Linked DNA regions of Mus musculus: regions 2, 3, 4, 5, 6 and 7 are each linked to region 1. A link is a contact called in public Hi-C, HiCAR-type, Micro-C and promoter capture Hi-C data. All regions are on one chromosome and are shown on one strand. Each heading gives the region's core, a stretch centred on a gene start, on an enhancer-like site or on the middle of the called end of the contact. The rest is flanking DNA. Distances are from core to core; before and after follow the strand shown. Region 1 holds the start of Snapc1 (small nuclear RNA activating complex, polypeptide 1). Region 2 holds the start of L3hypdh (L-3-hydroxyproline dehydratase (trans-)). Region 3 holds the start of Sgpp1 (sphingosine-1-phosphate phosphatase 1). Region 4 holds the start of Wdr89 (WD repeat domain 89). Region 5 holds the start of Ppp2r5e (protein phosphatase 2, regulatory subunit B', epsilon). Region 6 overlaps Ppp2r5e (protein phosphatase 2, regulatory subunit B', epsilon). Region 7 holds the start of Lrrc9 (leucine rich repeat containing 9).

Region 1 (3,770 bases), core at 885-3,384:
GTAAAACCCTGTCTCAAATAAATAAATAAATAAATAAATAAATAAATAAATAAATAAATTTAAACTAAGTTTTAAAAGGAAACAGGAAGACATAATAGATTTAGATTCTTTTTAAAGATGGGGTCTCTATCTTCCAGCCCAAGCTGACCTCAAACTTGCAATTCTCCTGCCTCTTGATCGCTCTAATTAATAAGCCTCTGATACCACACTTGATAAAATTAACTTCCTCTAAGTGTCAATTTTCTTTCTTTTTATTTTTTTTGTTTTTGTTTTTTTCAAGACAAGGTTTCTGTATAGCCCTGGCTGTCCTGGAACTCACTCTGTAGACCAGGCTGGCCTCGAACTCAGAAATCCGCCTGCCTCTGCCTCCCAAGTGCTGGGATTAAAGGGGTGCGTCACCACGCCCGGCTATAAGCTTCAATTTTCTAATCTCTAAAACATGGAACACTTATACCAGCTTTTCAGAGCTCTAAGTTAAGTATATTAGATAATGAATCCATTACAGTTAGCTACATAAAATATCAGTTGTACAATAAATAATTTTTGTTGTTATTTGGGGTTTTGAGACAGTGTCTCCTGCAGAATTCTCTTTGTAGCTAGGATGGCCTTGTACTCCTGGCCTTGATTCTCCCCACATTCTGGGCATTCTCCCCACATTCTGGGCATTCTCCCCACATTCTGGGCTTAGAGGAGTGCTGCCCCAGAGCAGGTTAATTTCATCACCTGTAGTAATTTACACCTTAATTTGTAATAACTGACAATCTACATAATAGTCTAAATCAATAATATAAAAAGTTCTATTTTATTCAACAAAAGATCTATTAAGATTCCATTCAATCATTTACCCTTTTCAAGAATTTATATGGTATGGTAATTAATACAAACACCGTATTCAAACGTGGGCAAGGTGGTGAATGCCTGACCTTAGAAGGAAGAGTCAGGCAGATCTCAAGGCCAGTCTGGTATAACGGCAAGTTTCAGGCCAGCCAAAGCTACACACAATGAGGGCAAGTCTCAAAAACAAGTAAGGAATACCACATTAATCACATGGCTGTTCTCACTAAGTTCAGTCTAAGGGAGAAATCAAAGAGTAGTAATAACTCTGAACATTAATTTCACACGTCGAACCAGCTAATATATTGATTCATTTAATTCCCACACTATCATGATCTAGTTTACAGACAAAAAGGGTTGTCTCAGATCTGGGGGAGGGGGACTGGAGAGCTGTATTCAAATCCTGATGCCCAAGACCCATCATCTCCACTCTTCACCGTTATCCAAGACTGCGTCTCTAATTATGAAATATACTCTAGACGGTGAGATAAGCCCTTCGTGCTGGGGGTAGACAGAACTCGAGCCTCTCACTTAGTCCCGAAGGCCAAAAGAATTCCCTAAAGAACTGTCATTTGGGTTCAAAAATGACTGACGAAGTGGACAAGCAAAAGGAGATGGAAAATTCCCAGGCTAGGAAACGCCAGTGGAGTACCAAAAGCAACTCGAGCCAAGAGAGTGAGTGCAAGGTGTGGGCACTGGAGATGAGGCTGGGGACAGAGGTAAAGGCAGCTACTGGCTTGAATCTAGGCTTTATCCAACTAAAGGCGATACACAGAGATTCAAACCTGCACTTGCAACGTCAGTTGTTGCATGCTAAATGAATTCGTTCGTAGAGGACCCTGTGTCGGTGGGAATACTTTGTTTCTAACCGCGGATTCATTCGGCAATCAAGATTGGAGGAGGTTTGGCCTCGGATGGAGGCGGTGGAGATGCAGAGGGCCGAGCCAGCAGAGTGCAAGGGCGACCCACGGAAACCGCCAAGGCGGAGGTCGGGGATGCAGGCTGCGTTCCCCACAGGAGAGACAGGGTAGGAGGACGAGGCACACCCACCAGAAGATGGTCGCGAACTTCATGCTGCGCCAGAGCTCCGTGAAGTCCTCGAAGCGCACGCTGTCCATCTCTTGGAAGCGGCTGAGCAGCGTCTCGTAGTCAGTCTGCAGGCCCGGAGGGATCCCCACGCCTTCAACAGTTCCAGCGCCCGTGGGACGGGTCCCGGCGCCCGCAGGAGTCCCCATGCTCACTCTCTCCCGGACCCGGCTTCCCCAATGCCCAGAAGGCCCTGTAGCACCGCCCCAGTCACGTCACATCACGTACGCGCACTCCGTGACGTACTATCCGGGACCTCAAGCCCCGCCTTCATCCGGGTCTTACCTGGCGCCTGTGGCGCTTCTTGCGCGTGCGTAAATGCAAGGTGATTTTAGTCTAGGAAGCCGAACTTGGTGTGATACACGCCTTTAATTTCAGTGCTTGAGAGGCAGAGACAGGAGGATTTCTGTGATTTACAAGCCTGTCCGGTGTATGCAGCGAGTTTCAGGTCTACATAGAGAGACCCTCTAAATAAATAAATAAATAAGACCTTCAAATTAGATAAGTAGGTAGATAAAACAATAGTAGTGCCTGCTAACTATTAATCAATAGGACATGAAGACTCGATTTCTCTCTCTCTCTCTCTCTCTCTCTCTCTCTCTCTCTCTCTCTCTCTCTCTCTCTCTCTCTCCCTCCCTCCCTCCCTCCCTCCCTCCCTCCCTCTCTCTCTCTCTCTCTTTCTTTCTTTCTTCTTTTTTTTTTTTTTTCCGAGAAAGGGTTTTCTGTATATCCCTGGCTGTCCTGAAACTCATTCTGTAGATCAGGCTGGCCTAAAACTCAGAAATCCGCCTGCCTCTGCCTCAACTAACAGCCCCCAAAAGGATTTGAGGTCTTCATTGCCTCCTGACTTATGTAAACTACACTTAGCCTGCCAGTCTTCTTTAAAGTGACTCTACAGTAGCAACCACCCTAACCTCCCTCCACGTGGGAAGATGATCTAAAGAGAACTTGTTAGGGAAGGAACTCCCGTGGTTCTTCCTCATTGCCAAGATCCCCTACAGTCTATGCTTACTTGAGTGATTAATTTGTGGCTCTCCAAGTAATATGCAACCACTCTGGGCAGCAGTTGCTGTTTCCTACCGTTGTTGCCTCTGACAATCTAGCACACTGTCTGATATACTGTTTGGCTAAAGTAGCTCTCTAGAAATCCCACTTTTTAGCTTCTCCCAGGGGCTTGTTACGGGTTAGCATTCTGTATTTGAACTGTATTTCTGTTTTGAAGGCACACTAATCTTTAGAAAAGGTATTCTGGGATGTGCTTGTATGGATGCATTTATTTTATTGTTTGTAATGGTTTGTTTGTGTGTGTGTGTGTGTGTGTTTTCATGAACACACCTCCTGGCCCATGTGGAGGCCAGAAGTTGATGTCCAGTGTGTATACATATATTTTAGTTGTAGTGGGTTTTTTGGTTTGTTTTGGGTTTTTTTTTGTTTTTTTGAGACAGGGTTTCTCTGTATAGCCTTGGCTGTCCTGGAACTCACTTTGTAGACCAGGCTGGCCTCGAACTCAGAAATCCGCCTTCCTCTGCCTCCCAAGTGCAGAATTAAAGGCGTTTGCCACCACGCCCAGCTATAGTTGATTTTTAATTTTATGAAAATAGAATTGCAATCTACAACTCATATTCTTCAAAATATTTTTAAACATTCAAGATGTATCTGTGCTGCTATTTGCAGCCATAGTTCCTATTTTCACTGTTGAATTAACACTAATACTTTGTTGAATTAATACACAATTTGCCCACAGTTCCCTCTTGGAGTTTATATAAATTCCAGATTTTGCTATCATAAACAAAGCCACTACAATCACATCTCCACCTACTTTGTAAGGACAAAATACAGAAGACTTAATC
Region 2 (3,770 bases), core at 389-2,888, 1.9 Mb after region 1:
CAGCCAATCCTTAACACCTTTTTTAAACACAACTGAACTGTAATGAGAAGGAAGTCCCTTCTCCATGGGCTTTGCGTCTAAAAGATCTCAAAACCAAGGCCAACAAACCAAAGCTCATTTACCTAACGAGAAGAATCTGTACAACCTTTCATAGCCATTGGTGAGCTATAGCTAAAATGTTGTCCTTGTTTTTTTCTGCAGCAGTCTAAGACCCTTTGTGAAGGGCTTAATGTATTTACATTTGATGTCCAGTGTAATAGTGCACGCCTTTCAACCCAGCACTATGGAGGCGGAGGCAGGTGGAACTCTGCGTTCGAGGTTAGCCTGGTCTACAGAGCAAGTTCCAGGTCGACTAAGGCTACAAGGACAAACCCTGTCTTGAAAAACAACTATTACATTTGAGGTTGAAAAAGCAAGTCTCGTGGCAATTAGGTTCTGCTTCCTTGTCCTGTTCTAACTCTGCTTCTAATTCTGAAGTCAACCACCAGGAATGCTTTCCTGGACAAGAACAAAGGGACTGAAGGAAGGGACACAGGAAGAGCACAACAAAGACTCAGCCTTTAATTCTGCACAAGCGCTCTTCTCCAGCCATTCTGGAGCAGACCATCCCAACCCCGGGAGAAGTCAGTGCCTGGGCTCAGCGCAGCCAAGGGCCAGGCTGCTCGCTGCAGCAGAGCTGTCGGCCCGATGGCGAGCCCAAGACAATGCGAGGAAAAGCAATAGGAAAAAAGGACAGAGACACGCCCGCAGCCTAATCGACCACTTACCCATTGGCCACACTAGGTTCCCCTGAGAAGCCGGGGATCAGCGGGTCCGAACGCAGCGCCCGAACATCCGGGCCACAGCGCTCTCAGCCGCTCCGCCTCCCGCTAGCCTGGCAAGCACGCTGGAACCCCGCCCCTGCTACATTCGGCTCCGAGTCCCGCCCCACCACCGCTTCCCCCGCTAGGGGTGTCGGGGGTGCACGCGGCGGACTTCCAGGCCTAGGATTCCCAGAAACCTAGTTTCCTAATCTAGGCTTGGAAGCCTCTCTCTCTCTCTCTCTCTCTCTCTCTCTCTCTCTCTCTCTCTCTCTCGCTTCCGGGTTTGAGCTCAGAGGCTCCACCTTTTCCGGGTCCAGACTCAGGTCTCGTCCCCGCCCTGCCTCCAACTTGAACTGGTCTCCACCGCCTCCAGTGTCTCTTTGAAGGGGCCCTGAGGTCCCGCCCCCGTTTCCTAGACGAAGCTCGTAGCTCCGCCCACCCCGTGCATTCAAGTCGCCGAGGCCTCGCTCCTACCCTGCATTGAGGTCTCCGAGGACCGCCCCCATCGTGCGGGCTAGTTTTCTAGGCACCGCCTCCGCAGAGTAGTCTCTGGAGCCCCGCCCCTATTTTATTGGCTCCTTTTCTAGGCCCTGCCCCTGCCGCGTGTCTAGTCTCCGAGGCCCCGCCCCCGCCGAGCAGTCCAGCCTCCGAGCCCCGCCCCGCTGCTGGAGCAAGTTCCGAAGCCCCGCCCCCTCCGTGTGTTCAAACCTCTGGAGCCACGCCCCCATTTGGGGGGTCTAGTTTTCTAATCCCTGCCCACGCTCCCTGTCCTGTCGCCCAGGCTCGCCCCTGTTGGGAGTCTAACTCTGAATCCTGCTAGCTCGGGCGCGCCCAGTCTAAGATTCCGGACGCTGGTCGCTGGGTGATCTCTGCTCGCCGGCTTGGCCCTGAGATTGCCACCGGTTCTGCGCGTTCTCCCGTTGGGTTTGGCGCTTTCTCCCTGCTTGGAGAGAGCACCACCGCGCTGTGCGGCAGTCCCTGGACGCAGACAATGGAGGCGGCGCTGGCAGTGACCCGGCTGCCCCCAAACGACCCGAGGACGCCAGCACTGTCGGTGGTGGACATGCACACAGGCGGCGAGCCTCTGCGCATCGTGCACGCCGGGTGTCCGGAGGTGGCAGGGCCCACGTTGCTGGCCAAGCGTCGCTACATGCGTCAACACCTCGACTACATCCGGCGGCGGCTCGTGTTCGAGCCCCGCGGCCACCGGGACATGTACGGGGCCATCCTGGTGCCCAGTGAGCTGCCAGACGCACACCTAGGCGTCCTGTTCTTGCACAACGAAGGCTACAGCTCCATGTGCGGTCACGCGGTGCTAGCGCTGGGCCGCTTCGCGCTCGACTTTGGACTGGTGCCCGCTCCCCCAAAAGGCGCCCGGGAGGCTCAGGTCAACATCCACTGCCCGTGTGGTCTGGTGACCGCCTTCGTAGAGTGTGAAGGTGGCCGCAGTTGCGGCCCTGTGCGCTTCCACAGCGTCCCAGCCTTTGTCCTGGCCTCAGGTAAAGGGTGAGACTCACTAGACCCGGTTGAGACAATCCGCGAATCTAACCACTGCTCTGTGGCTGAATATATCTGCGCAACTAACCCACCCTGCCTGCCCTTGCGATTAATAAAAAGGTAATTCCAAATTACTGCAAACACGCTTCAGTGTCTTTGCCTTACAGGTTTGGTGGATGCAATTCTGCTGTCCTGCTGAGCGGATCCATGCTCACAAGGCCTGGGGGGAGCTTAGAGTGGAATGCGGATGAATTGTGCGCTTCCTTTTTTTAAGATCCTCATTCCTTGCTTGTCAGGATTCATAGCCGCTTCACAGTAGACTGAAGTTAAGGACCAAAGGACAGTGTGTGTACCAGAGTTCGAGCATAGCTTAGAATATGCTTGGTAAGAACTAAATGACTCTGAAAGGCACTAAATTTGTAAGCAAAGCTATTGCTGTCCTTGTTGAGAAACAAAGTCCTTGGCTGGACACACAAGTTCACAACCCCTCAAAAGCCATCCAACCTTAGGCAAAGTTCACAGACTCCTTGACTGAGTCTGTACCTTCATTTTATCTCAGAGGTTTTTGTGGTTAGTAATGAGGGTATGAAACATTGTTAAAATTTTTTTTTCTTAAATTAATGAGTGTTCATTGTTTTATTGTTTTGAGACAGGGGGTCACTGTGTAGCCCTGGCTGGAATGGAACCCTGGAATTTCTACGTTGACTAGGCTGGCCCACTTCTTGAGTACTGGTAGATTTTTTTTTTAAAGATTTATTTATTTATTATATGTAAGTACACTGTAGCTGTCTTCAGACACTCCAGAAGAGGGCGTCAGATCTTGTTAGAGATGGTTGTGAGCCACCATGTGGTTGCTGGGATTTGAATTCCGGACCTTTGGAAGAGCAGTCGGGTGCTCTTACCCACTGAGCCATCTCACCAGCCCAGAATTTTTTAAATATCTGAAAAAAAAATATTCGTCAAGAAACAGAGACTTCAAGATATGTAGGATTGTTTCCTGGAGATACAGAAACATGGACGGGGTTTCTGGGTTCTATGGTATAGACTAAGCAGATAATCTGCATAATCGGGACATTTACAAAGAGGAGCATCCCTCTTAGGAATCAACTGGCAGCTGTTTTATCTCTCATCCCAGGTGTCCCTGTAGCAAGAGTACCCAGCATGCAACTTGCAGGGTCCATTTGCCCAGGATAGCTATGAATGTGCCCTCCATAAAAAATGTACACTTACGACGGGGGGGTGGGGGGGTGGGGGGGGGTGGGTGTTGCACGCCTTTAATCCCTTTACTCGGGAGGCAGAGGCAGGCGGATTTCTGAGTTCGAGGACAGCCTGGTCTACAAATTGAGTTTTAGGACAGCCAGGGCTATAAAGAGAAACCCTGTCTCGGAAAAAAAAAAAAAAAAAAAAAGTACATCTTTTAATCATTCATTTTTTTATAGTCTCTGAGTTTCATAGCTCTCCAGCATGGAA
Region 3 (3,770 bases), core at 616-3,115, 1.8 Mb before region 1:
GCTTCAACTTCCCAAGTGCTGGAATTACAGGCAAGCAAAACCATACCCAGTTTGGAGGCATGGATTTTTTTTTTAAGTTCATACATTCATTTTTATTCCTTCAATTATTCAATATTTGTGTTGGGTGCTAAGGATATAGAAATAGAGGGTAGTGTTTCTGAGGCAGAGGCGAGAGGATGCTACAAGTTCGGGATCAGTCTTGTTTATATAGCTAAATTCCAGGGTATCCAGGTTACATAGTTAGACCCTAGGGGTGGAGGGGACATATAAAAAATTATGTGTGATGTCCATCCTGTAACCCTACAATTTGGTGGTCTGGGGTTTCAAGACAAACAAAATACTCAGTTGTAGCAAACACCTGTTAGCTCAGTACTTGAAAATCAGACTTGGTCTCCACAGCAAGTTTCTGGCCAGCATAGCATGTTTTATTATAGATTATTTTTGCCAAATGCTAATAATGGTCTTTATTATTCAGAAACATCAACTAATAACACTACTCTGTGTATGTTCTGCTGGGCCCAAACTCAGAGCTTCCTGCTTGCTGGCTAAGAAGAGACACCCATAGCAAACCATGGTTACTTTGTATACCATTCTTCAGGCCCAGTATTCCTTTTCTCATGCTTGTCTGCTTTCCTAGGCTGTAAACGCTTTTACTTATTTTGATACAGTATCTTGTTATGAAGCCCCAGCTGTCCTCAAACTCCAAATCTTCCCATGTCAGCCTCCAAGCGCTGGGATTCGTCTGTGCTCCCTCAACCTTTCCAACCTCAGCAATTCCAGGGCCAGGGACTCGAGGCAATCCTCTTTATGACTGCAGCAAGTGGAATAGGAGGAGCTGGGAAGCAATCTTTCTTGGGAAATGAAACTATTTCTCATGGCTTACCAGCATGGAGCATTTTCCAGCCTCTTTCTTGGAAGTAGTTCAGTCTTTAATTATAGACATTCGTTTGCCTTGACTGAAAATAACTTCCTGGAATTAAAACTTTGAAATCTTTTAATAAAATCGGATCCATCTAGAAGTTAAAGTCAAGTTTGTGACTTGCAAGACAATCCTGTTAAGATTCTAGTTCAGCCTATCAGATTCCAAGTTCAAACCTGGCATGGTGCCCCAGTAACCCCGAGTCTTGGGGGGCTTCACCAGAAGGATCAACAGTTCAGGGCTAGCCTTAACTACATAGCAAGGCTGAGGCCAATCTCGGCTAAATGATATACCCTGGTTCAAAAACAAAAACAAAACAAAACAAACAACAACAACAAAACAAAAACAAAAACAAAAAAACAAACAAACAAAAAAACAAACCCGAAACTCACAAAAAGAAAACGATAAAAGACAAAACAAAAAATACCCTCAGAATTCTCCACGCTACATTCTCCCACTAACTATGTGTTCTGAGCAATCTTGCTAAGTGCTAGAATTTATTAAGGAAATTTTACACCTAAATTCGCTTAAGAGACGTATGTGATGAGTGACAGTCAGATTTTACTTGGTAGGTGACTGGCTTTTCCTTTGCAGACCACAGCTGTGTCAGCGATCACATACCCAGGCTCTGTCCTGGATTATCTACGGTTTTCTAATCTTGCCACCGCTGGTCAATTGGCACGTGGCTTTCCGGACATCAACCATCCGAGACAGCTCTGAAATTAGTTGCTAATTAATGGCGTGAGTCGGACGATTCCGGTTTCGCGGCGGTTACTTTGCCTCCATTCATCACGCCCCAATTGATTCCAGGCTAATAAAAGCCGCGGGCAGCTCCTGGGTCACCAGCCCTGCCTAGACCCGCACTGTTCTTCGCACAGCAACCAGGAGCACCGGGAGGCGGGGCTTCGGCGACAGCTCCGGGCTGCGCGCGCGGCGCGGGCCTCCGTGAGCGCGCCAGGGGAGGGGCGCGCGGGGCGCAGGGCGCGCGCGGCGGCCGCTGCGGCCTGTTGGCGCGGTCGCCGGCAGCCTCGAGCGAGTCGAGCTAGGCACCGTGGCGGCTGTGGCTGGCGAGGAGCGCGTGGCCGGATCAATTCCCGAGTGGCCCGCGACCATGTCCCTGGGGCAGCGGCTGGCTCTGCTGGCCAGCCGTCTGCAGGAGCCGCAGCGGGTGGCGAGCTTCCAGCGTCTGTGTGGGGTGGAGGTGCCGCTCAGCAGCCCGGCGGCGGACGAGGATGCAGAGACCGAGGTTCGCGGAGCCCCGGGAGAACCCCGGCGACGGGGACGGCAGCCGGGCGCTGAGGACAGCCCCGCCAAGGCGGACTGCTGCGGTGCCCCGAACGGCGTGCGCAACGGGCTGGCGGCCGAGCCGGGCCCGACCGGGCCCCGCCGCGCGGGCTCGCAGCGCCGCAACTCGTTGACGGGCGAGGAGGGCGAGCTGGTCAAAGTGAGCAACTTGCCGCTCTACTACCTGTTCTGCTTAGGCACGGAACTGGGCAACGAGCTCTTCTACATCTTATTCTTCCCCTTCTGGATCTGGAATCTCGACCCCTTTGTGGGCCGGAGGCTGGTGATCATCTGGGTGCTGGTCATGTACCTGGGCCAGTGCACCAAGGACATCATCCGCTGGCCACGGCCGGCCTCGCCGCCTGTCATCAAGCTGGAGGTCTTCTACAACTCGGAATACAGCATGCCCTCCACGCATGCCATGTCAGGCACCGCCATCCCCATCGCCATGTTCCTGCTCACCTATGGCCGCTGGCAGGTACGCTGTGCCCCTCAGCTCCACGGTCGAGTTTCCAGTGCTTTCTGAACTTTCTTTTTCCCCTTTTTTTAAAAATTTGCCTCTTCCCGTCCAAAACCCCAACCCACAGGTTCTCACAGTACCCACGCAGGTCCTGTCAGAGTTCTAGAAAATTAACTGATGACGGTTCTTAAACACTAAACTGTATTTTAATACAGTTGGGTATAGTTTCTTAGACCCCCACCCCCCAAGGAAACACTTTTCGTGCATTGAATCCTTGAGCTTAGACTGAGTTTTTAAACTTAGTTCGTCTGATGCACAGTGGTGATTCAGTGTACTTAAAATGAAACACTTGGTAACTGAGACCCGGTTTCACTGCAATACATGGTGTTTACAATGTAAAATTAAAGAGTGTTTTCAAAACAGTAGTATAATTTCGGCACAGGCACATTCCAAGCACTAAAGTAATGACAGTTAAGAAAAAAAGCCGAAAGGTAAAGGAACAGAATCTAGATGAGTTCGTCGTAAAGGATTGACTGCAGGTCTGTTAAGACACTTCACTTCTGTCTCTGGTCTGGAGAACCAGTTGTTAGTTGCTACACTGTTACTATGGCGGTAACTGTAACCCTGCAGTTATAGGCTTTGCCTTCCGAGGAGCTGGATTGGTTATAATGGCGTTTGACATCGGGGGCAATTTGTCCATCAAGAGTTTTTAATGGTAGTCATTTTTTTAATTTGCCTGCGTTTTGGGGCTTCCCTAATTTGAGCTTCCTAGGGTTTGTTTGCAAGTGATACTTGAGTTTACAATTTAATTATCTTTCACACAGAAGCAAAATATATTTGTCTACTGGTCTTGCTTTATCTGTCTTAAATTGTATGATTTGTTAGTCTTTCGGACCAGACTCTTAAGAATAAAGTGCATCGGTTTTGGAGAATCTAGGAAAACTCATTATCTTTTTTTTTAACTCCCTTTTATTGCACAAGATTGAGAAATGCCAACTGTGCTGTAAAACTCCATTATAGGCTTACTTAACCCACGTTGAGTTTCAGTATGGGTAAATGTTGCCAGTATCATCCCAGGCCCTCTCTACTGTGCAATTCATCTGTTTT
Region 4 (3,770 bases), core at 748-3,247, 1.7 Mb before region 1:
TTTCTACATTTTGCCCTCCCGAGGGCCAGATGCACCAGTCAGAAATTACTAACCATTGCCTTCTCAAGTCCTTACAGGCCCTGCAAGACTCATCAGATCATTGGAGAGGCTGTATCTTTGTCTCCTGTCTGAGCCTGCCTGCAAGTTCCAGCCTGGTGACCTCATATGGGTAAAGAGGATCTGGACTGGAACAGCAATGAAGGTCACCCCATGAATGCACCATATCCAGCTGAAGGAGGCTACAGAAAATAATGACAAATGAGTTGTCACTAGGTCCTCCAAACCCCTAAAGACTGACAAGGGCCCTAGAATCATAGTTGTCCTATTTTGTCTTTTTCTCTCCTTTTGGAAAGGCTCCCAAGTCCCCATACGTCAGGGCACTGGGTATAAAAATGTAAAAAACCAGAACCAGGGAGCTCTTAACCAATCTATCCACTGAAACCCAAACTACCTTCCAGGTAGATTTCTGTAAAGTGCTACAACCAGAGACTACTGGGGCATGGCTCACTTGCTCCTGGGGAGAAGCGCATCCCTGGGTCCAGCACTATGGCTGCAGTTGATGCCCCTTCCCCGAAAGCCATTGTTCTTGGTTGGATAGCAAAACTGAGTCCTCTCCGGGTTACACGGATCCCTTCATAGTCCTAAAATAAGAACCATCACTACCTGTGATATAAAGATCAGGGCATGGCAAAGACCAAAACCCCGGGGGGTCAGGTTACAAGCCCCCTAGGATGGCAAGCTCCCAACTCCAATTTCCCCCAGGAATTCCCTTTAGTAACTTCATAGATAAAGGTCCAGAAGGCAGTGGAAGCCAGCATCTCAGTGTTCAGGATATGAAAAGAGTATGTCAGTTCCCTAACCATTCTTAACCCACTGTAGGTCAGGACTCCTGGCTATGCCATGACACCAAGACCGATATTAATTAGAAACTGCAACTAATCAAACAATAATCTCTATCTCCAACTCTACTAGCTGTAAATGGGACCAACCTAAACTCACCTTGGGGGGATTTCCAGGGGAAGGATACCTTTTAACAGCACCAAGATATATCCCCTAGTTAGTTCCCCTTATTCAGATTCCTGTGGGTATACACAGCACGTTAATTTCACGAGTCCCAGCCGAATGTATTTCCAGGGACAATCTGGCTTGTTTGCATTATCGCTTAACCAAGTACGTATTTTCTGAATTGTTTACACTGGAAAACGCGGTCTCATGGTTGTTATACCACAGGTATTCATCTATAATGAAAAGAGGGTAGAGTCCACCTAAACTAGATTCAGGGCTTCTTGGTGTTCAAGGACAGAGCTCATTCCCCTATTGGTAGGGCCAGATGTCATGTCTCCACTACAGTTGGAACATCAGCCCTGTATCAAACTAAAGTTTAAAAGCAACATCAAAATAGGACAGATGAGACAGGACCTGACCATTATGGACTTCAATTCCCAGAGTTACCTGGGGCCGAGGCAAAACTACCTCCAGATTTTGTAATTGCGCTCCTGTCAACCTTGAGTCATAGCCATGCTGGAGTGAAGGCCGGATACTGCTCGTTCAAACCCGCCTGTATAGCTAGGCTTTGTGATCACGTGTGGTTATTTCAGATCCACGAAATCCTGCCTCAGCCCCACTCCTCTGGTCCGCGAAATAACTTTACACCCGAGTCCGAGGAAGCGGAAGAAGTGCTGGAAGAAACTGCAAAGCCACATCCGCATGAAAAGGCGGAATCGGTGACGATCTTGCCTTTTATTGGCCACACGTCCAGGAAGCTGGGTCCCAGGGACTTCCGTTAACCTGACCTAGAGGGAGGTGTTGTATGGCGTGGTCCGTAGACCGAGTTACGCATGCGCAGACCTTCTGCCCTCGTCCAATCGGAAGGTAGCAAGCAAAGGCGCGCGGCTCCCGCTTCAGAAGAGCCCGCTGGTTATGGTCCGGCCTCTGTGCTATGGACCAATCCGCTTCAGCTTCCTCTATATTTTTACCCAATCAGAGCCGGAGGGCGGAGTTCCAGCCGGCCGTGGGCAGAGCGTGCGTTTTCTCCAGCTCCAGTGTGGGGTTTGCTGCGGAGGTACTTTCTGCTGGGCAGGGCGGGCAGCTCTCTCGACCGGCGGCCACTGGGTGGCACGCGCGTGGAGAGCCCTGGGCGGGGAGCGCAGAAGGGGAGCGGGTGGTGTGAGAGGGAGCACGTGCATGCGCAGGGACCGCGTGGGTCTCTGTATGCCAGGATGTGGGGTCCATGCCACCCGAAGGTCTCTGCTTCAGTTTCGAGGAAGGGTGGGTAGGTCCCTGCTCGCTCTTGCCTGCCCTTCCTCTCACTCATCCCACACCCACCTCCTGGCTCCGGCCTTTTTCCACATCAAAAAGCAGATTTTTTCATTTGGTACGCGGAGCCAAGTCGTACAGTATGTGCTGTGATGCAGGCTACTAGGCTAAGTTCCTTACGTGTGTGGTGTCATCTAGGCCACACAGCTGTCCACCGAGCTAGGTGCTGGTCGGGTGTGGTGAAGCACACCGGGGATCCCAGTACTGACTGGGAGGGAGGTAGAGGCAAGAGGATCTCTTTGAGTTTCCAGCTAACCAGTGCTTCTTGGGAAAACTTTGTCATGCACACACACACACACACACACAAACCTAATTCACAACGAAAACCACCCAAGAGGCAGTGCTGGCAGCATCTTATTTTTGTGAAATGTCTCATTTAGGCTAACTCTGACAACTTAAATTGAGGGAATTCAGCTTCCACAAATGTAAAATTAAAGATAGTACAACTAGTAAAACGCTCCTGTTTTCTTTCCTAACTTGAAATTGTTTTAAAGCCGGGCAGTGGTGGCACACGCCTTTGATCCCAGCACTTGGGAGGCAGAGGCAGGCGGATTTCTGAGTTCGAGGCCAGCCTGGTCTACAGAGTGAGTTCCAGAACAGCCAGGGCTACACAGAGAAACCCTGTCTTGAAAAAACAAAAAAAGAAAAGGAAAGAAAAAAGAAATTATTTTAAAATCCTAAACAGTGTACCAGGAAACCAGTTAATTGGTTATTATCCAAGTAAGATGAACTGGTAGGAAGGCATCAGTCTAAAGGTCTACTTCCTAACTTTGCTTTGCAATCATCAGGTTGTTAAAAAGTGCATGGTCCGTGCCAAATTGCTTCTCAGTGTTGTGATAATTCAGTGAAGATGTGGACTTATAGTCTATGTTATTGGTATCAACCATACCTGTTTCTGCTTCTTGTTTAAAGACCACAAAATCATGCAGCCTAGTTAACAATGTAAGTGTGAGATACCTCTGTGTTGACTACTTACCCGCCTATCTTGGGGTCAGGACAGTACTATCTAGAGAGCAGAAGTGAGAAGTGTCTAGCTCGTCTTTTTACCTTAGATTTTATAGAACAGGGCAAAAGTAAGTCAGCCCCTGTGACTGTTGAGGTTTCTTTCGTGTCCACCTTTGTTTAAAATCTTGACTGTTTTCTGCAACTTTCAGGGTTGGTTGGTTTGGGTTGGTTGGTTGGTTTGGGGTTTTGGAGTCAGGGTTTCTGTGAGGTTCTGGTGGTCCTAGAGCTCACTTTGTAAACTAGGCTAGCCTTAAACTTAGAGAACTTGGTGTTCTCTCAAGTGCTGGAATTATAGGCTTTCACATCAACCGAACTGCACCTTCTATTTATTATAAATAGAACTGAAAACATTGTGTGTTTTGTGTGTGTGTATGTGTGTATCTTTCTTGTTGTTTTTGAGGCAGGGCTTCAACCTATGTAGCTTTGGCTGACCTAGAATTTAGGCTAGC
Region 5 (3,770 bases), core at 803-3,302, 1.6 Mb before region 1:
AGGACATCTATACTGCTCTAGCCAATGGGCCATTCCTTCTGTATTTAGAATACTGAGTTTAATACCTCATCTTAAACTTAAACATAGATGCCCTCATTTTTTTCTTGTGTGTTGCAAGTGGATTGCTTTGCACTCTCCTTGGAGAACACCCCACTTTCCCTGGGCTCTGTAGATCTTATGAGATTCTTGGCCCCGAGAACAAACCTCACACAGGCAAGGATGTTCCCATATTAAAAAAGACCTCCTCATCTCAGTTGCTCAGCTATTTTATAGAAAATGAAATGACTTTGAAATGAATTGTCTTTATAGCCATCCATAATTTGCAAGCAAAATCCTCACTCTACAAAATGTGAAATGTTCTAAGCAACAGCTGTGAGCATTTCAAACGTGCACTACTTTTTAACGGTTCAACTGTTGCCAAGGGAAATTGAGTTGGCTTCAAAATCTTTCTTGGTTTTAATTTTGCATTTACCAATCAGACGTTGAAGAAACATGCTCTGCTTGGCTAGGATATTAAACATTTCTAAAGACTGAAGTATGGAAATATAAGTTACTTGAAGCCAGGAACCAGACTGGAATTCCATATAATTCTGCAGCATGGGGCAATGAACTTTATTAGGGTAAAAATGGCCACTCAGTCAGTCAGTCAGCAGCCAGTCTTCTGGGGTCTGCTTTCGTATAAGCCATCTTTCCCATTTCAGTTCAGGGCAGTAACATTCTCTTTCATAGTACAGAATTATTTTTCTACCCAACAGGATAGAAATTTGCAACAAACCAGAAACGCAAACGCATGGTTAGCACTTGTGGGTATGATACAGAGAGCTTTATAAATGTATATTCCTTAACTGTACAGAACATGACATGATACTGAGAGGAAAAACTCGGCTACAGGATGAAGCATTTTGAGTTTGAAAAAGAATATACATACATGTGTGTATGTATGTATACATACATATATATATACATATATATATATATACTTGTGTGTATATACATATATGAAATATAATACTAAAACTACATCAAAATGACTGGTTATTTTGGGTTTATGGATTATAATATTATTTCTCCTGTATTTCCCCTCCCAGATTTCCAAATTTTGAGCAGCTGGTAGTTTGATCTTTGTAGTTAGTATTTTTTTCTTCTTTTAACTATTGTACGTAGCCTGCATTCAAATTGATTGATGGTCTAAGAATATTCTTTGGAAACGTACCATTTGGCCTAGGGTTCACCAATGATGCAAAAACATGTATGTATTTTCGTCCTCGTTCTAGATAGAGGTAAGTCTTCTGTTTAAACTCAGACTCAAACTATCAATTAAAATCTGTCGAGTTGGGGGCTGGGTATTTCGGAGTCCTGAAAGGGCGAATGCGGGTATTCTGAATGGGAGACTGCAGAGTTGCCATCTGCATTAACTCCCGGAGCGCGGGCCCCCGCCGAGCCTGGCAGGGGCATCAGAGAGCTGATATTCAGAACTGGCTTTTGGGGGGACCAGGTGAGAGTCCAACCGGTGGCCAGGCCTCCCACGAGTTGAGCGAAGGACAGCCACTGGGGTATTTTTCTGCCGGCTTCCATGGCCGCGTTTACACAGGGCTCAGGGGGCCGTGGGTTCCGTGCGGAGTGGGGCTTGCGGGCTGAACCGTGAGGCACCAGGACGGCCGCCCTGTGGCCTTCGGATACCCGGGTGAAGACGCTCGCGGTCCACAGGGTTCCGCCTGGCGGAAGCTCCAGTCTCGGGCGCGCCCGCCGAGCTCTCCTCAGGCCTAGCAGACGCCGCAGTACCCCCACTTCAGGCGCCCTGGCGGAAACGGCGGCCCGGTCGCCCGAGCTCACGGTAGCATCCGGGTCCCCCGCGCCTCGCCCAATCGAGGGCCCCGTCCCTTCACACCCTCCTGTTTCCCCGCCCCCCCGCGCCGCCAATCCCCGACCAGCTCTCAGCCGAACGTGCTGGCCTGGGAGTGAAGGCGCGCGCCGGCCAATGAAGTCTCGCTTCCCGTTTGAAGTCTCCAGTGGGCGGGCGTCGGAGGCGGGCTCTGCTAGCCAGGAGGTTCGGTTGCGCCTGTGCCATGGACTCAGCCGCCCGGTGATATTGACAATAGGAGAGAGAAAGGGGCATTGACGGGGACCCTGCGCGGGTAGCGAACGGCGGCTCTGGCAGCGGCGGCTCAGGCGGCTCCAACTCTTCCTCCCGACTCCCGCGCTTGCTGCCGCTGCAAATCCAGGCTTCCTCCCTCCTCCCCCTCCCCGCGTCGCCGCCGCCGCCGCCGCCGCCACCACCGCCGCCGGGTCCGGTGCAACGAGCAGAGGCGCCGCCCGCCGGGAATGTGAACGAAGAGCCACCGGCCGCGCCGCAACCGGGTCGGTGCCGATTTGATGGGACGGGCCCGCGGGGGAGGCTCGTGAGGCCGCCGCTGCCACTGCCGGAGCGCTGAGGTTAGGGGCCAGCCGAGAGGCCTAGAAACACTGCCGCTACCGCGGAACCGGAGGGACGTCGCCCCGGACGGCCGTAGTAGCCCGGGGCTCTCCGCCGCTGCCTGGACCTCCCCCCGTGCGTCCCGGGCCGTCGCCCGCCCCCGCCGCGGCCCCTAGCTCGCAGCCCACTCCGCGCAGCCACAGATCATCTTCCGATTCTTTCCCAGGAGCTTCAAGGTAACTTCAGCTTCGGGTCCCGCGGCTTGCCTCCCGGGGAACCCGCGGAGCGGCGGGCTCGGGAAGGCCGGGCCCAGGCAGCTGAGGGGTGCGGCGGGGTGGGGGGAGCGGGAGCAAGCGCCCGGCCCACTTGTCTGATCTACCTGCAGAGGCTTTGGAGGCCAGCACCTCTCTTCTCCTCGGCCTCGCCGGCTCCTTTTCCTCCCTCTTTTGAGGCGTTTTCTTGCCCCCCCCCCGGCGGGGGCGGGGGAGCAGGGAGGAAGATTCCGTGGCCGCGCAGCTTCTCCAGGGCTTGGGGTTTATGTGAACATACCTGCAGACAAACAGGCCACTTCCCTGTTTTCATACCTCCCCCTTGGAAAAGCCCCAGTAGTGTGCTCTTTAGAGAATGCTAACGCTTTGGGTGCAGTGGCCCAGGTGAAACCTGTTTCCCTGGGCTTTGCAGGGACCCCGCTGTTACCATCATTTCTGCAATGCTTTGAGTTGAGATCCTTGACATTTTATTCAGAGCTGCGCGCATAAGAGGCAAATGATGAAAAAGAAAGCTGCCTATAGATCATCGTTAGAGATGAGAGAAGAGAAATAGAGACAGAATGAGGGATGGGGGGAACGAGGCTTACAGAAATCTGTGTTGCTAGGGTTAGAGTGAAATCTAAATAATTCCCAGATGAAATTGTAATATTCGTCCCTAAATTTACAGCATACCAGTGCGATGTGGAACTTCTTGCTGAGGTCTGACATTTTCGATAGTATTTATAATTTATTATTCCGTTTTTTATATGTCACATTATATTTCAAGCCAAATTAGAGTTAAAAGAAAATAACTTTCTAATGAAAGAATCACGAAGTCCTCAAAATCCCAAATTAACCTTAATATTGTCCTCCCCTCTCCAAAGTCTATGCTATTTTAGTTGAATCCAGGTAATGCAGATGACTGTTTAATCATAACACATTGGGAAGGCAGCTATCTTACTCTTTGTGGAAGTTAAAAAAAAGCATTTGTCTTAGGTGTCGGTATGACACTTGAGGAACTGAGCCTGAGCACTGCATCATATGCATTCTGTCGATCTTGTCTGCCATTAATCTTGCATGGAGCCTCAGTAGCACCTGAATGGTACTGG
Region 6 (3,770 bases), core at 885-3,384, 1.6 Mb before region 1:
TGTGCTGGATATTATTATTTATTTTATCATCTCTCTGCCCTTCCATCTATCAGTTGATTCAAGACAGGGTATCCTGTGTACAAGGCGGGCCTGGAACTTGTTATGTCACTGTGTTTGACCTTGAACTCCTCATGCCTTTGCCTCTGTAGGTTAGGATAAGGAGAGTGACTGGCTGCTGTAACCATAGATATCCTATGGAACCCTCTGTATACAAAGAGAAACATTATCCTTCATCTGAACTTGTTCTCTCTTGAATATTGTGGTCACTTTTCCATTACATGTCATTTCTGTAGGTTTCTAAATTATTTGTGTGTGCATACCTTAGGAGAATTGACATTTTTTGTGGGTCTCCCCACTCTTGTAGATCATCAGCTGATTAAATCCACAAAGGCAGTGGGAGCAGAGACCCTGTGAGTGTGTACAGTGAATAACCACACGGGACCAGCTATCAGGAGGTAGATCAACTTTACTTAGGATGACTCAATTCTTACAAGGTTTAGGGGGACTAAGAGTAGGAAGATCCAGGATGAGCAAAGGTATACAGACCTAGCTGCTCACTGCATGTCCTTCTTCAGTAGGATGTGTTTAACTCTTACCTCACCACACTGTGTTAACCGGATCGGTTTATTCTCCCCTTTAAGCCCTGGCATTGGTTGGGAGAATCATTGTGCTAATGACCTTCATGCTATTACACAACTATGTATTAATTTCTTGTTATTTCTGGGTGTGATTCCGTGGGGCTCTTCTGTGGGCAGGATGGATGGATTTTGCAGGTCAAACAATACCATTGGATAGACTATTGATTGCCTGCTTGGAGTTATTTGATGACCTTATATTGTAATGATTTACATTTATTTCTAAATGTCTAACATTTTCATTCAGTTTTAAGCTACTTGAGAAGTGTTTAGATGTTCAGGTGATTTGGTTTTGGGATCCATTGTGATCAGAATGTACTGACTGTCTGCTGTCTTCTTGTAATTTATGAGATTTTCCTCTTTTCATGTGCAGGAGGGCAGGGTACCTAGTCCTTCTTACCTTTCTTTTCTTTTTTTAAAAATTTATTTTATTTATGTACATTGATGTTTTGTCTGTATGTATGCCTGTGTGAAGGTATCAGATCCCCTGGAACTAGGGTTACAGATAGTTGTGAGTTACTGTGTGGGTGCTGGGAGCCACTGCTCCTAACCATTTAGCCATTTCTCCAGTCCCCATCCCACTCCCTCCCTTTCAAATAAATATTTCTTGAAAGAGTTTATTTGAATCCCAGCACTTGGGAGGCAGAGACAGTCGGATTTCTGAGTTTGAGGCCAGCCTGGTCTACAAAGTGAGTTCCAGGACAGCCAGGGTTACACAGAGAAAACCTGTCTCGAAAAACCAAAAAAAAAAAAAAAAAAAAAAAAAAAGAAAGAAAGAAAGAAAGAAAGAAAGAAAGAAAGAAAAGAAAGAGTATATTTGCTTTTGGGAGTGGTCCCATAGATATTAAACTTCTACTTTGTTGAAATCTGGACTACACAGCACTCCTTTGGTCCTTGCTCAGTCCTATCTTTTTACAACCCTTGAGGGCTAGGGAGATGAGGACATGGAGACTGGGGCATCATAGCTCAGGAGTGCAGTTCCAGGGCCAGTCCATACAGGACGAGCTCCTTCCTTGGACCATTCCTGGTCCCACCCTGACCCAGGAAAGTGAGATGGGAGAGGGATGGGAGGGGGAGAGAGAAAGGGAGGCAAATAGACTGACTTAGTCCATGTTTCCCAGGCTGTTGTGAATGCTTGAGTTCATGTTACCCTCCTTATCCTTCCTGTAGTTAGAAGCAGTCCTTGATCTTCAACTGATTTTATAGCTTAACATTCAGTTGTGATAGGAAAAATTTTTTTTTTCAGTCTGTTACTATACAAATTGTTTAAAGGACTCCCCCGCATCCTGTGGTTTGTCCTGACTGCTAGAGCTCTTTAATTGAAGGGAGGCCCTGCTAGAAGAATTTAATCTGTGATAAAGGATAAAGAATAGAAAGCAAAGCTTTGCTATGCTGGGAAGCTCCAGAGGCAGCTAAAGGAGGGAGGGGCTCAGTGTGCTAGTCCATGAAGGGGGGCGTGTTGGGAATGCATCTGTGATTCTCTCTGCTTCTCCTGCTGCTGCATCTTACACTGACTTTTCTGTGTGCATGAATGCTGCATGGTGTAGAAGAATCCAGGCTCTGGAGCCAGACATCCTGGGTTTGAATTGTGTCTCCACTGTTTATTAGCTGTATGATTCTGAGCAAGATACTGAACATTTTTGTCGTGATTTACTCATCTATTAAGTTGAAAATAGTACCTATTTATGTACTTTGTTGTAGAAAGTAAATGAGAATTAGTGTGTCTAAGTGCTTAGACTAGAGCACAAAGAATGTACCCAGCACATCCAATAAGTATAAGCTATTATGTCTCATCCAGTAGGTGGATAGTCTGCTTCAGATTTGTATGTGATGTATCAGTTTGCATGAATAAAGAATGGATTCCAACTGCTTACCATTAAAAAGCTTCTAAATGCCAACTGCCTGAATGTTTTGAATTGTTAAATATGTAAATCTATTGAGTGACCACCCAACTTTGTTTATGCTTGAATGAGGGTTTGCCCTTTAAAAAGCTGTCTTTCAATGATGCTTTAGACTTCCTGTGTACTTGTGAGCATTCTTCATGTCTAGTTTGGGGGCTTTGTTAAATCTGTGGTAGTAAAATTTGGATTAATTAAAACACCCAGAAGATTTTAACTTTTTTTTTTTTTTTTTTTTTTGGTTTTTCAAGACAGGGTTTCTCTGTGTGGTCCTGCCTGTCCTGGAACTCACTCTGTAGACCAGGCTGGCCTCGAACTCAGAAATCCGCCTGCCTCTGCCTCCCAAGTGTTGAGATTAAAGGCGTGTGCCGCCACGCCCAGCAGATTTTAACTTTTAACTAATGTTACATGAGTGTGCCCTTTCCCTGTTCCCTTTCCAGCATCAAAACTCCCATTCAGATTCATAGTGTGGGGTTAACTGGTGTGGAGTCCTTGGGTAGCTGAGGCCTTGTGAATGTGGCTAGAGACCTAAGTGCTGTTCCTAGCTACATAACTCGATCTGAAATCTCAATAATCAGCTCTCTCTCCTTTTTTTTTTTTTTTTAATAGAAGAGAATGCCACCTTGCTTACCTGTAAATGTAGTCTCAGTATTAAGGAGTCCTTCACTTGGATGGTAGCAGTTGAGCCTATCCTGAGTGTGTCAGTTACTTATCACATGCTTGATAACACCATGACTAAGGCAGCTTATAAAGGAAAGTGTGTATAGGGCGTACAGTCTTCGAGGGTGGCAGGGAGTCAGGCTGTAGGCAAGCAGGCAGGCAGGCAGGCAGGCACTGGAGCTATGAGCTTACATCTTTTTTGTTGTTGTTAAGTAGGAGGCAGAGAGAAAGAACTAACTGAGAGTAGTTTTGGCTTTTGAAACCTCAACGCCCACCTTCAGTGACATCTGTCCTCCAACTCTTCCCAAACGCTTCCACCACCAGGGACTAAACATTCAAATAGATGAAGTTCTTCTGGGGCCATCCGCATTTAAACCACCATACTGATTATAGTTTTCTGTATGGGGGTGGGTGTGTGTGGATAAAATAGTAGAAAGAAATGGGGGAGGGAAGTAAACTAGCCAACTGTAGATCATATTTCTTCCTAGCTAGAGATATTTTTAATACTTTTTATTGATTCTTTGTGAACCTCATATCATACATCCTAATTGCATTCATCTGTCTGTCCCTTCATATC
Region 7 (3,770 bases), core at 395-2,894, 1.5 Mb after region 1:
CACTCTCTGCCATCGTGGCCCCTCTTGTCTCACTACCTACCCCATTCTCTAATCCATGGGAGCAGCTAGACTCTTGCGGGGGTATATTTGTTTATGCTACTCCTCTTGGAAATTGTTTATAATCACCATTTTCAGACTCATGCCAATCTCTTAAGCCCCTGGTCAACCAAAACAGCCACTCAACATTCCAGTACCGGCTACAACTCTAGTCCTATGATAGCTAGCATGGCTGTACTTCAGCACATACTTCTTCCTCTCCTTGAAATATCTTCTGTCCTTGACTCTATACTCCATATATCCTTAAAGAGTGCCTTGAGTCTTCTTCGAAGACTTGCATCCTCTTTGGTCTTATTGTAAACATTCTCTTTCATGTGACTGGGTAAGGTTAGCACATGTCCTCTGCATGGCTACTGTCTGTCACATTGTATTGTGATACTTGCAGGTCCTTCCTCCTAACATGTTCACCGAGGACAGGAACTACGGCTGACACGACATAACTTATCAAATGGTTCCAATGAACTGTCATACCACACACATCCTACCCAACATGACTGTAAACACTGTTCTGCATGGCAATTTGTAACACAGTACTAACTGGTCCGTAAAGAACTGTCTGCCAGCAAAGCTGAGTGAGCATTTAATCTAAGAAACTATCACCTTTCTGCCCAACAGAAGCCCTAGGTGGTCCAACTGTTTTCTCCCTTGAGTATAAAGGAGCCAGAACCCAACAGTTCTCCCTGGTGGTTCACATAAAGGCCCTCCTATTTCTAGATGATCAGTATCCCTTGAGTCTTTCAGTCCAGTAGTTGCCCGAGCCTAGGGCACATCATTTTTTCCTTTTTCCTAGGATCCTTCTCTGAAGTATCACTATTATTTTTTATTATTATAACTACCATCACAATATTACTATAACCCCCACTGCACCATCACATAGGTCCCCTGACCTGTGTGCTGCTGGGAGATTTCCTCCATGTGACTCCCTAGTCCTTCCTACAGGGGAGGGACACCTAGAGGCAACCAGAAGACCGATACTCAGTACCTTATTCCAGAGAGAGGATGGATTCCAGGGCTGTCCTAGGCAGGTCAGAGTGCACTCCGACCTCCCAAATCCCTTCCTGCAGCTGACACCAGCCCCGGGCCTGCTGTGTACTGACCGCCCACTGCGGTTGTCTAGGAAACCCTCTCTCCGCCTCCCTTGACCTCTGGGTCAGGAAGGGGATGGCGAGGACGGGGAAATCAGCCGCCCATCCTTGCCTGCATCACGTGGTAGCAAACTACAACCAATTAACTTAAGCAGGGAAGACCCTCCCCCGCCCCCTTCCGGAAGACCTCCCCTCCCACCTTTGTTAAGACTCCCGCGGAGCGGTGGCAGCCGGTCGCTGCCTAGTTCTTAGTCTTGGGTGTTCACTTTGTTTCCTTCCGAGGACAGTGACAGTTTGTGGGCTAGGCGGTGGGGACCTGGTCCTGGCATTTTCACAGTTAAAGTTTTTGACACCTGGAGCCTCGAAGTCAGCAGTACTAACTGGTCTTGATCCCCAGCATGGCGTGGAGCAGTGAGGTCATAAGACGGTTCCCCTTCCGCCGCTGATGGCCTCGGTCCCAGCTGCTGCGCAGCTGAGGCCACCAAGAGCCCGGTGAGCCCCCAAGGGCAAGCGCCAGACCGCGCGCCCAGGAACGTCTCCAAGCAATCGACCCCCACTGGTCTTTTAGGAGTTCTCAGGCAGGCTTTCGAGTGTCTTAATTTGCCAAAATTCTCAGGAGGCAATAATTTACAAGATAGAATACAAGTTAAGAGGACAGGGGGAGACTGGCTGAGAAAGCAATGAACTTATAAAACAAACCAAATCAACCACAACGTCTACTAGAGTTAGCCACTAGCCACAGCCGCGTATGTGCCCTTTAAAAGCGGTAGTCTGAACTGACGTATATAGGAAAATAGACCAAAACTTAAACGCTTGGTATGCAGAGATGCAATGGAAACGACTTTGTTAATGATTTTTGTATCGATCACATGTTAAACTATTTTGGGGTGCACTGAGTTAAATAAGGTTATGTTTTGTTTGTTACGTTGAAAATCTGGCTACCAGGACAATTTATAATTGCTTGGGAGGCTTGCATTAGGTTATTTTGGACCGGGCATGTCGTTGTTTGCTGTCTATTGCAAGAAATAAACACCATGACCGGACGCAACTTGAGATGAGGGTTTATTTGGCTTTATATGATCAGATCACAGTCCTTCAGCAGGGGAGTCAGCCCAGCTAGGAGCAGTGGAGAAATACTATGGGGTTCAGGTGGCTCTCTTATACAAGCCAGGACGACCTGCTCAGGAGAGGCACTGTCCACAGTGGGCTGGGCTCTCTCCTATCAGTCATTAATCAAAAAAAAAAAAAAAAAAAAAAAGATATGCTCTCAGGACAATCTGATAGGGGCAGTTCCTCAGTTGAGATTCTGTCGTTGTGTCTAGTTTTGTATCAAATTGACAAAACTCTTGACAGCACTGCACTCATTTTTATAATTCAGTGGGGATGTGTTAGTATTTATGACCTTCGGGTCCTCTTGCAAACTAGCATCTGCTGCTTCACTCAGCCTAGCTTTCAATTGCTTTCTCAAGAAAATCTAAACATTATAAATATTTCGTTTTTCTTTCTTTCTTATTTTTTGTTTATATTTTTGTTTGTTTGTTTGTTTGTTTTTTTGAGTTTCTCTGTGTAGCCCTGGCTGTCCTGGAACTCACTTTGTAGACCAAGCTGGCCTCGAACTCAGAAATTCGCCTGTCTCTGCCTCCCAAGTGCTGGGATTAAAAGCATGTGTCACCACGCCCGGCTAAATATTTCTATTTAATAACTTAAGAGTTGGATGCATCCGATGAGTTTGCTGTCTGTAAACACATTCACTGAAGAAGTGAATTAATTCTCCCTCTCTATTTTCATTTCACTGAACACTGTTCCTTCCTGTCAGCAACAGATCAAAAGTAAGCCGATTAAACTATTTGTGGCTTATGGTAAAAGCGATGCCAGGTTTGTTTGTTTTTTGTTTGTTTGTTTGTTTTTGGCTTGCTTGTTTTTTTGTTTTGTCTGTCTGTTTGAAATCTGATTCCGGTTTTATTTTTACTATCTCGCTGAAAATCTAGTTGAACAAGATAACCTATGCTTGAAGAAGCCTTTGTTTAGAATATAAAGATTAAATAGGAGGATAGTTTCAATTTGTAAACTTTAAAGAAATTTCCATCATAGATCAGTTAGATTAAAATTCTCACTTTGGGGTTTGCTGGTTTAGTTTTTTGTTTGAATCATCTTTTTTGTTTGCTTGTTTTGTCGATTTGATCCAAACCTTAATTGAGCAAATGCCTCCATCAGATTGGCCTGAAGGCAAGCCTGTATTGCATCTTCTTATTAACAATTGATGTGGGAGGACCCAGGCCACTGTCGGTAATTCCACCTTTGGGCAGGTGTTTCTGGATTGTATAAGAAGACAGAAAGCCATGGAGGGAGAGGGAGCCAGTAGACAGAGTTTCTCCATGGATCTGCTTCAGCCCCTGCCCTGCCCACAGGTTCCCTCCACCCCCCCCCCTTTTTTTTTTTCTGATTTTCCAGCCTGACTCTTCTTTGCTGATCGAGTCATAAGATGAAATAAACCCTTTGCTATCTAAATTGCTTTTTGGTCATGATCCTTATCATAGTATTAGAAACAAACCAGAACAGGAAGAATGCAGTGTTCGGGGATGGGAGTACAGAGGTTATCAGAATACACTATTTAGTTTTGAAGTATAC

Evidence for each region. Promoter capture Hi-C pulls out the DNA fragments that hold promoters and counts their contacts. A called contact is a pair of places that touch in the nucleus more often than the background predicts. HiCAR-type assays count read pairs that join an accessible place to other places. Capture Hi-C pulls out chosen DNA fragments and counts their contacts.
Region 2: a contact with region 1 is called in a promoter capture Hi-C map of liver, with 2.8 times the contacts expected there. The contact joins the promoter of L3hypdh here to the promoter of Snapc1 in region 1. A contact is called at or near these places in 5 of 39 promoter capture datasets (hematopoietic stem and progenitor cells, hippocampal neurons, liver and 1 more), 1 of 484 Hi-C or Micro-C datasets (CD4 T cells) and 1 of 9 other capture datasets (liver).
Region 3: a contact with region 1 is called in a promoter capture Hi-C map of hippocampal neurons, with 6 times the contacts expected there. The contact joins the promoter of Sgpp1 here to the promoter of Snapc1 in region 1. A contact is called at or near these places in 3 of 39 promoter capture datasets (cranial neural crest, hippocampal neurons and liver) and 3 of 115 datasets of contacts at active chromatin or transcription factors (astrocytes, embryonic forebrain and large pre-B cells).
Region 4: a Hi-C map of B cells shows a contact between it and region 1, with 9 read pairs. The contact joins the promoter of Wdr89 here to the promoter of Snapc1 in region 1. A contact is called at or near these places in 9 of 39 promoter capture datasets (the 3T3-L1 cell line, embryonic stem cells, hippocampal neurons and 4 more), 1 of 484 Hi-C or Micro-C datasets (B cells), 2 of 115 datasets of contacts at active chromatin or transcription factors (embryonic stem cells and stem cell-derived neural progenitor cells) and 1 of 9 other capture datasets (embryonic stem cells).
Region 5: a contact with region 1 is called in a HiCAR-type map of astrocytes, with 6 times the contacts expected there. The contact joins the promoter of Ppp2r5e here to the promoter of Snapc1 in region 1. A contact is called at or near these places in 7 of 39 promoter capture datasets (the 3T3-L1 cell line, the C10 cell line, hippocampal neurons and 3 more), 1 of 484 Hi-C or Micro-C datasets (embryonic stem cells), 4 of 115 datasets of contacts at active chromatin or transcription factors (astrocytes, embryonic stem cells, forebrain and 1 more) and 1 of 9 other capture datasets (embryonic stem cells).
Region 6: a contact with region 1 is called in a Micro-C map of embryonic stem cells, with 4 times the contacts expected there. The contact joins the enhancer-like site here to the promoter of Snapc1 in region 1. A contact is called at or near these places in 1 of 39 promoter capture datasets (cranial neural crest), 1 of 484 Hi-C or Micro-C datasets (embryonic stem cells) and 1 of 115 datasets of contacts at active chromatin or transcription factors (stem cell-derived neural progenitor cells).
Region 7: a promoter capture Hi-C map of second pharyngeal arch cranial neural crest shows a contact between it and region 1. The contact joins the promoter of Lrrc9 here to the promoter of Snapc1 in region 1. A contact is called at or near these places in 4 of 39 promoter capture datasets (cranial neural crest, hippocampal neurons, maxillary cranial neural crest and 1 more).

What each region holds. Positions count from the first base shown.
Region 1 is chr12:73,962,861-73,966,630 of GRCm38.p6, reverse strand. Snapc1 (small nuclear RNA activating complex, polypeptide 1) reads right to left here and starts at 2,134. Exons shown (of 10, transcript NM_178392.5): 1 at 1,885-2,134. The coding sequence starts at 2,069.
Region 2 is chr12:72,083,181-72,086,950 of GRCm38.p6, reverse strand. L3hypdh (L-3-hydroxyproline dehydratase (trans-)) reads left to right here and starts at 1,638. Exons shown (of 5, transcript NM_026038.2): 1 at 1,638-2,302. The coding sequence starts at 1,795. It overlaps Jkamp (JNK1/MAPK8-associated membrane protein), which reads right to left and starts at 1,112. Exons shown (of 7, transcript NM_024205.2): 1 at 768-1,112. The coding sequence starts at 771.
Region 3 is chr12:75,733,824-75,737,593 of GRCm38.p6, reverse strand. Sgpp1 (sphingosine-1-phosphate phosphatase 1) reads left to right here and starts at 1,865. Exons shown (of 3, transcript NM_030750.3): 1 at 1,865-2,681. The coding sequence starts at 2,031.
Region 4 is chr12:75,667,764-75,671,533 of GRCm38.p6, reverse strand. It overlaps Wdr89 (WD repeat domain 89), which reads left to right and starts at 1,997. Exons shown (of 2, transcript NM_028203.1): 1 at 1,997-2,062. Gm34717 (a long non-coding RNA gene) reads right to left here and starts at 1,809. Exons shown (of 3, transcript XR_381697.2): 1 at 1,453-1,809.
Region 5 is chr12:75,594,514-75,598,283 of GRCm38.p6, reverse strand. Ppp2r5e (protein phosphatase 2, regulatory subunit B', epsilon) reads left to right here and starts at 2,052. Exons shown (of 14, transcript NM_012024.3): 1 at 2,052-2,649.
Region 6 is chr12:75,518,920-75,522,689 of GRCm38.p6, reverse strand. The region is part of intron 2 of Ppp2r5e (protein phosphatase 2, regulatory subunit B', epsilon); the gene reads left to right. Among named protein-coding and RNA genes, the nearest start is that of Ppp2r5e, 75 kb to the left of the region's middle. Within about 2 kb of position 2,134, at least 27 of the 459 cell types and tissues checked have an H3K27ac peak or open chromatin away from gene starts, as enhancers often do. A contact at or near this core is called in embryonic stem cells, where this site is marked.
Region 7 is chr12:72,439,740-72,443,509 of GRCm38.p6, reverse strand. Lrrc9 (leucine rich repeat containing 9) reads right to left here and starts at 1,644. Exons shown (of 32, transcript NM_001142728.1): 1 at 1,342-1,644.